2 separate regions of the Sus scrofa genome follow, and region 1 is linked to region 2. A link is a contact called in public HiChIP or PLAC-seq data. All regions are on one chromosome and are shown on one strand. The core of a region is the stretch at or near the end of the contact, and the rest is flanking DNA. Distances in the headings are between cores, read along the strand shown. Region 1 holds the start of GAB1 (GRB2-associated-binding protein 1). Region 2 overlaps GAB1 (GRB2-associated-binding protein 1).

Evidence for each region. HiChIP or PLAC-seq counts read pairs in DNA pulled down with a chosen protein or histone mark.
Region 1: an H3K27ac HiChIP or PLAC-seq map of skeletal muscle shows a contact between it and region 2. The contact joins the promoter of GAB1 here to the enhancer-like site in region 2. A contact is called at or near these places in 7 of 47 Hi-C or Micro-C datasets (embryonic fibroblasts, fetal heart ventricle, fetal skeletal muscle and 3 more) and 1 of 2 datasets of contacts at active chromatin or transcription factors (skeletal muscle).

Annotation. Positions count from the first base shown.
Region 1 is chr8:84,389,668-84,393,314 of Sscrofa11.1, reverse strand. GAB1 (GRB2-associated-binding protein 1) reads left to right here and starts at 1,804. Exons shown (of 12, transcript XM_003129177.6): 1 at 1,804-2,751. The coding sequence starts at 2,680.
Region 2 is chr8:84,345,045-84,349,008 of Sscrofa11.1, reverse strand. All of the region lies in intron 1 of GAB1 (GRB2-associated-binding protein 1), which reads left to right. Among named protein-coding and RNA genes, the nearest start is that of GAB1, 44 kb to the left of the region's middle. Within about 2 kb of position 1,803, at least 20 of the 83 cell types and tissues checked have an H3K27ac peak or open chromatin away from gene starts, as enhancers often do. A contact at or near this core is called in fetal skeletal muscle and skeletal muscle, where this site is marked.

The DNA.
Region 1 (3,647 bases), core at 555-3,054, 44 kb before region 2:
ACAACATTTTACATAAGGGACTTGAGCATTAAAGGATCTGGGTAAGGGGAAAGGTCCCGGAACCAATTCCCTGGGAATACCGAGGCACAATGGCAGTACAAATTTCCACTAAAAAGGCCTTTACAACAGGACTGGAGGAGCAGTAAATTGTCTAGTCAACAGTTAACTAGGAAAGAGTGGACTAGGCTTAGCAATGTTAATTATAAATACTTTGTACAGACACACTGCCTGTGGGAGAAGCAGAAATCAAATTCAATGATTTATTTTCATTTGGAAGGCTTGTGGTAAAACCCGAGCTCACATAAAAAATTGCTTTGGTTTATTAGCTGCCATAAAAATTACACTCGTATTCTGAAAAGCCTTAAAATTTAAGAAAAACAATGAACCCTCTTGCTTGTTTTTTCTCTCTCAATCCTCCTTATCTCTTTGATTTTTCTACAAAACAAGTATAAATCTCCTCTTTCTTTACAAACACCTTTCTCATCTCTGGCTAGCTTATCTTCAAGGAAGACTTCTCTCATTCTATCTGACCTAGTCCCATCTGGTTATTCTTCCAATTTACCGTGTTTATTTTCCCCAGGGCACAACATTTATCACAATTTGTACTTGTGCTGACCCCTGTTTATCCTCTGCCACCACAGAAATGTCACCTCCATGAGTGCAGGGAACTTTGTCACCACCCAGCACCTATTTTCCTGCTATAATGGTAAACCTTTTCAAACTCAAGAGAAACTTTTGAATGCCAGTACTGTTATTAATAAGCAAGTGCCTGAGGTTAGGTTTTTCCAGAAATGTTCACTCATCTACTATTTTTAGCACTTTTATCTCATTTATTTATATTACCTTCTAAAATTTGTTTGGGGGCTTTGTTTTTCACAAATAAATTTATATTTCTATTACAGGATCGTGTCAAACTCAGGACCAGGTATCATAATTGCAATACACACACGCAAGCAAATAGAGCTAAGACGTCTAGTAAAGTTTCCCTTTTCTGGTTCAACATCCCAAGGGTAGATTTTAAACAAATCCAAAGTCAAGTGGAAGAAACTGGCTACAAGTGGAGGGAGAGTGACTTCAAAATGTCCCAGAGAGAGATTCAACCAAATCTTTGGTCCCAGTAAGAACTCCCATTACTCAGGCAAGGCTGCTCCAAGGTCCAGCCCACAGCGGCCCGAAAGGGTCCCCTTCTGATCTCCTCTCCAGACTGGGTGCCTTAGCGCGATCCCCTGCGCCCTTGTTCTCCTGGTGTCTGACCTTCAACCTCGAGGGCCGGGGCACAGGGGTCGAGGACTCTCAGGGCGCGCGGTCTCCCTCCGGCCGTCAAGTAGAGGCCCCCTCACCCCCCGCCCAAACCCCTGATTAAACAAACCGAACAAACTCCAAACTGACACTCGGCTGAGCCAACATGGCAATCCCCAGACCGAACATTCAAACGTTCCTCACTCCTTCAGCAGACCGAGCCCCGGAGCGCTACTCTCTCCGAGGCCTGGCCGCTATTCCCAGCGAGGACCCCGCGGGGGGCTCCCGGCGCCAATGCAGCCAGGCGGCCAAGGACCCCTCTCCAGCTTCCCGAACTACAGATCCCAGGGTGCCTCTCGGACTCCGGCTCCCTCCCTCTCTCGCTCCCTCCCTCCGTGCGTCTCCTCCTCCCCGGCCCTTGTTGTTTTGGCTGGAAGCGCTCCGGCGGAGTTTCAGAGAAAGTCTAGGCAGAAACCGGAGCCGGCCGAACGTGGGAAGGGGAGGAGGGAAGGGAGGAAGAGGGAGCCGGGAGGCCGAGAGAGGGAGGGATCTGGGCCGGGGGCCGGGCCGCTCGGAACCTACCGCACGCCCCGGGGTGGGGGAGGCGGCGCGGGAGGAGCGCGAGGGGACCGGACGGTGGGCTCGGTCCCCCCCAGTCTAGCCGCGGAGCTCCTCGTCTCTCCGCCTTCTTTCTCCCGCGGCGGCGGCGGCGGCGAGCGCGGACCCACCCTCCGGCTAGACCTGCGCCCTGCCCAGCGACGCCCAGCCGGCGGCTCCCTCCGTGGCTCGGGACCAGCCCCGCGCCCAGTGCCCACGGGACCCTCGCGGCTTCCCCTTTCCTCCCCGCTGCCCGGGCGCCGCGGAGAAGTGACCCACCCTCTCCCGAGGAGGAGGAGGAAGGAGAGGATCGCGCCGGGCGCCCCGAAACCCAGAGCGGGCGAGCCAGAGTGGGCGCCTCCCGGGGGCTTTGTGAGTGTGTGAGTGTGTATGTGTGTGTGCGCGTGCAGCGTCGTGTCTGTCTCGAGAGCGCTTTGGGAGGTCCTGTCCCGAGGGGGCGGAGCGCAGGGGGCCGAGGCTTGGGCTCCGCGCCGGGGCAGAGTCCCGTGGAGCCGAAGCGCGGCGGAGGCGGCCGGCAGAACGGCACGCCTGGCGGCCAGGCGGGCGCACTGAAGGAAGGCCGGGGCGCCCTCGGCCCGGCCGCGGTCCCAGCCCCGAGGTGTCGGCCTCGGCGGCGCAGCCCGATTCTACTCACGTCCAAGGACCTGCCTGCGGGGAAGAAGTTCGGACGCGTTGAGCCTGCGCGCCGCGAAGCCCGTCCGCCCGGTCCACCCCGTCCACCCGAGGTGCGCCGCAGTAGAGCAAGGTCCCCGCCTTTGCGCGACCGCCCGGCGTCGACGGTGTCGGGAGCGCGCCCGGCGCGGAGCCTGAGAAGCGCGCACCATGAGCGGCGGCGAAGTGGTCTGCTCGGGATGGCTCCGCAAGTCCCCCCCGGAGAAAAAGTTGAAGCGTTATGTAAGTAAAACTCCGCCGCTGCTCCCATCCCGGGGCGGCTCGCGCGGGCGTTGCTGCTTCCACTCAGTCCCCATCCCTTGCCCCTGGGCCCCTTCCCCGGCAGGCTTGGGACCCGGGCTGTAAGCTCCCGCCTGGCCTCCGCCTGGCCGGGGATCTTTCCTCCATCCAGATTGCAGACTTCGGCTCATCGGAAGGCCCAGCGTTGCCAGCTGAACGCCCGCTGCGTGTTTTTATTATTTTAGCGGGGGTGAGGGGAGGGCATTCTCTTTTCGTGATTTCTGCATGGAATTCTTAGGGGCTGCTGTGTAGTAAATTTCCCGCACTGGGAAAACCGCCAAGGTGTTGAACTCAGCAGTCTTCTCTTTGGTCCGCGCTCCCTCCCGCCTTCCCCTCGGGGTGGTTGCGGGAAGCGGGAGGGGAACCTGGGAAGCTGCATTAGAAAAGAGCATCTCCAGTCCGCGCGCAAGGGAAAGAAAAAAGTTATTACGCGCCCTGCCGTTTGCTTAGCAGGGTTCACATTTTTGCGGTTTTGAATCGAGGGACATTGGAGTTTGGCCCGAGAGCCTTGGCTGTTTGCTGCGAGAGGAGGGCGCTGGAGGGAGCCTGGTGGCTGGTGTTCGGGAGCTTTGGACACGCTGTCAAGACACGCAGGAGGGGACAGCTGAGGCCAGTTAGGATTTCTGTGTGTTGCGGTCCTTTTCCAGGCCATCAGAGCTTGGTATTTGTGTAATTGATACAAGATGCTGATTATGTGTTAAACCATTTTAGCTGTTAGGGAAAATATTCCTTGAAAGGACCAACCTTTCTTTGTGGGAAATCTGTGTCCTCTTGGGGGGTCTGGGATCTTCTCCCCTTCTCCCCCAGTGGTTCTTTTGTCGTTGCCCTCTGCAAAGGAA
Region 2 (3,964 bases), core at 554-3,053:
TTGAAGGGCCCCAAAAGGACCCCTGAAGTCCTTTCTGAACTTTTGGATCATTACAGTATTATGCCGATTTATCTAAAATGTGGATTCTGACTTGGATAACTGCAGACTCCTGGCAGCCATGAGCATGTCTGATGTCTTGGCACAGTTTTGGGGTGGAAGGGGACTTTCCCACTTCTTTATGCAATCCACAAGCAGCACATGTGGCAGTTTGATGCTGTTTCTTCTGTTGTACTGAAATGCTTAGCTTTTCATACCGGTCCTGCTTCTCCATGAAAACAGCCTCTGTGTATGTCTGTATATATTTAAATGAAATGAAAAAGAAAAGTGAGACCCAAGAAATGCCTTCAGTTTGCAAGGGTGATTATTTTTAGACCATGTTCATATGCGCCAAAAGATCTCTTTTAAGTCAGGTGACTGGAACTTGGAACAGAGCTTCCCATAGAAACAATAGTGAACTATGTGTGCTGCTGAAGTTTCCAGACCAGCTCTCAAAGCTTAGTTAACCCATCCTATGCTAACATGCTTTGCAGCTGTGTAACATATCAAAACATGGTTTAGACTAGACATAGAGAACAGATTTGTGGTTGCCAAGGGGAAAGGGAGGATGGGGGAGAGACAGATTGGAGGTGGGGGTTAGCAGATGCAAAGTATTACATACAGAATGGATAAACAACAGGGTCCTACTGTATAGCACAGGGAACTATCTTTAATATCCTGTAATAAACCATAATGAAAAGGAATATGAAAAAGAGTATATATATGTATAACTGTATCACTGTGCTGTACAGCAGAAATTAACACCACATTGTAAATCAACTATACTTCAGTAAGATAAAAAAAAAAAAAAAACACGATTTAATGATATCTAACCTGCAGCCTGTGTCAGTGCAAGACATAAAAAGTGAAAAAAGTGGAGCTCCTGTTGTGGCGCAGTGGAAATACATCCCACTAGGAACCATGAGGTTGCAGGTTCGATCCCTGGCCTCGCTTAGTGGGTTAAGGATCCAGCGTTGCCGTGAGCTATGGTGTAGGTCACAGATGTGGCTCAGATCTGGCGCTGCTGTGGCTGTGACGTCGGCTGTCAGCTGCAGCTCCAATTCGACCCCTAGCCTCGGAACCTTCATATGCTGCAGGTGCGGCTCTAAAAAAAAAAAAAAAAAAAAGTTTACTGTATAAGGATACGTTTTATTTCTCTTAAAAGATGGTTTTTGAGGGAAAGTAGTTCCAAAGAAACTGGGGGTGCTGGGGGAGCCCCAGACAGACCTGAAGCCCTTCTACAGGGCAGTGTGGGCATCAGACCAGTCAGTCAACCTCTTGAGCCTCAGTTTGTTCATGTCATGAAGTCATTGTGAGGATCAGAGCAGGAAGTACACATGAAGGCGATTTGTAAACTGTAAAGTTCTATACAAAGATACAGCGTAAGTTCTGGTTCCTTCCATCATTATGAAAATCCTGTGACCTGGCTTTTCTTTTTCTTGACACATGTGTATTAGTAGCCACACTCCTTATGCTGCACAATGAATAAGATCCCATTTAGCTCACAGACACAATAAATTCATGTTATTTTGACTCATTTGGGAGATAATAACATTTGTTTTTTTGAGACAGTTGACTGGAACTCCCCAAGTAATCTCTCCCTCCCCTCCTCTCACTTTTCTAGCCTCCAAATGTCTCCTGTTCTTTCCTTGTCTGAGTGTCTCTCTCTTAATCACCTTCTCAAGTTTCAGGTTACATACCAGGGCTCACACTCCAGGCTGGCCTCCCAGTGTCTCTGGCCTCTCTGTGACCCATGCCTCTGGCCTCAGACCAGCTCTGCCCCGCTGACCAGCTCTGCTGAGGGGCCGCTTCTGCCCAAAGCCTCTCTGGACACCAAACGGGCAGCCTGTCTGAAGGGACCCCAGCCTAGCAACAGTAGTTTTGATGTGACAGGTCTGGCCCTAGGCCCTGGTGCTCACAGTAAAACTCAAATTGCCATGGGCCTAATCCCCAACACAGGAGCTTTTTTATTAAAGAAAAAAAAATTATTATGAGTGATATAGTGTTCCGTCAATTTCTGCTATACAGCAAAGTAACCTGTTTTCTGGTGGAAGAGGCATTAGGAAAGGAAGTGGGGACTCAGTGGCAGAGCAAACCTTTCCCATTACCCACCTTGTCTTTGGGGCAGGTAGGGGCTGGACTATGTATGCATGTAAGATTCACAGTAACCCACCAAAGAGACACACTGAGAGGAGCTTATTAAAATATTATTTTGTGTGTCAAAGTTGTAAACTTCAGGTCTAAACAGCAAAATAATGTTTAATACTAGAAACAGCCAGGGAGGTCAGGAAGTACAGTTTATTCCTTTTGGAGCAGAGACACCTTGAGCTTGAGAGGTTAACTGATTTGCAAGTGTCTTGTGCCTTTGAATCTTGAGTCCTTTCATAGGATGTCTTTGAGGCATTGCGTCTGGGTCTCCAAACCTCCTCTGTGTAAGGTTGGCACTGATTTGCAAGGTGTGTGCTGAGATCCTAGGGTCTGCAGACGTCTACAAAGACCAGAAATGAAGCAAGGGGTAGCCTCCTCTACCTTGTTTGTTTGTTTGTGTTTTGCTGCACCTGCAACATGTAGAGGTTCCCAGGCCAGGGATCAAACCTGTACCACAGCAGCAACCCCAGCCCCTGAAGTGACAATGCTGGATCCCTAACCCACTGTGCCACAAGGGAACTCCTCCTCTACACGTTCTGATCTTCTTCTCCCACTGTAAAGAAAATTAGTAATATTTCTTAAGCAAGGCAATTCGTAGGAGCTATAGAAACAAGAAAGATGACACAGTTTCTTCTCTTTTAAAGCTTATAATACTATATTATCTCACACCGTTAGAGGGAACCAATTCTGGGCCATGCAGCATCCACAGAATTGGATATTAGTGTTTCTTCTAGTGATTCTAGTTAAGATTTAGAAAAGATCATTTCATTCTTGGGCCTTAGTTTCCTTATCCATGAAATGAGGAGATTGAAATCTGAAGCCTTCATATCTGTACATTGTGTGAGTCACCAGCTTCTAATTTTTTATTTTAATCAAGCTTTTGATTCCTTTTATTCTCTTGATTCCTTTTATTTTTATTTTGGGAAATTCTTAGCTAATTTGTAGGTGCTAATTGATTTATATGCTGACATATGAGAGGCAACTTAGCAATTTATAGAATCATAGGCTGGAAAGTGTCAGGAAATGTAGGAGAGTCCATTTCTTTGATTTTTAAGGCAGAATAGATCTCAAACCTATATAAAATCATTTGAATTTTAAAGACCTCATTTGTTAAATAGAATATACCTGCTTTTGAATATTCAAAGGCTTAGAGAATGATTATCATAAAGAGCTTGTGACTTTACCAAGGGGTTTGACTATAGAATTCTTTTCCATAGTGAGCTCCTCCAGTGCATTTAAAATGTCATATGATTTACAGAGGCTTTGTTTATGTGCATCAGAAATGCCCAGGTCTGTATATTTATAATTCATAGGCCTCCACAACAATGAGAGTAAGTGCACACAAAATATACTTTCTATTACCTAATTGGAATTTTCTATGGTTTATTTTAAGAGAGTTTTTTGGCTGTTGTGTTGGAATTTTACTGACCTTTCTTCCCTCTCTGCTCCTCCCAGTTGTCCGGGCAGCATTTATTTGTGAAATGATTAGTTAAAACATGGGAGTTCTTCCATGGCTGTTGGATGTGTCGCCCAGCTAGGGAATGAATGTGACTGAGGTGGGAGATGCTTTTTGGAGTGGCAGGAACAGGGACTGAAGACAAAAAGATGGATTTAGGTTGACATGCCTGCACTGCCCCTCGACTAGCATGATGCAAGCTACTTAACCCCTCAGACTCTGTTTTTCATCTGTAAAATGGGAATTAGAATAATATTGCTGAGATCACAGCACAGAAGGAGAGCATTTACCTTTTCTGCAGCAGCACTCAGTGAAAGGTAGCCC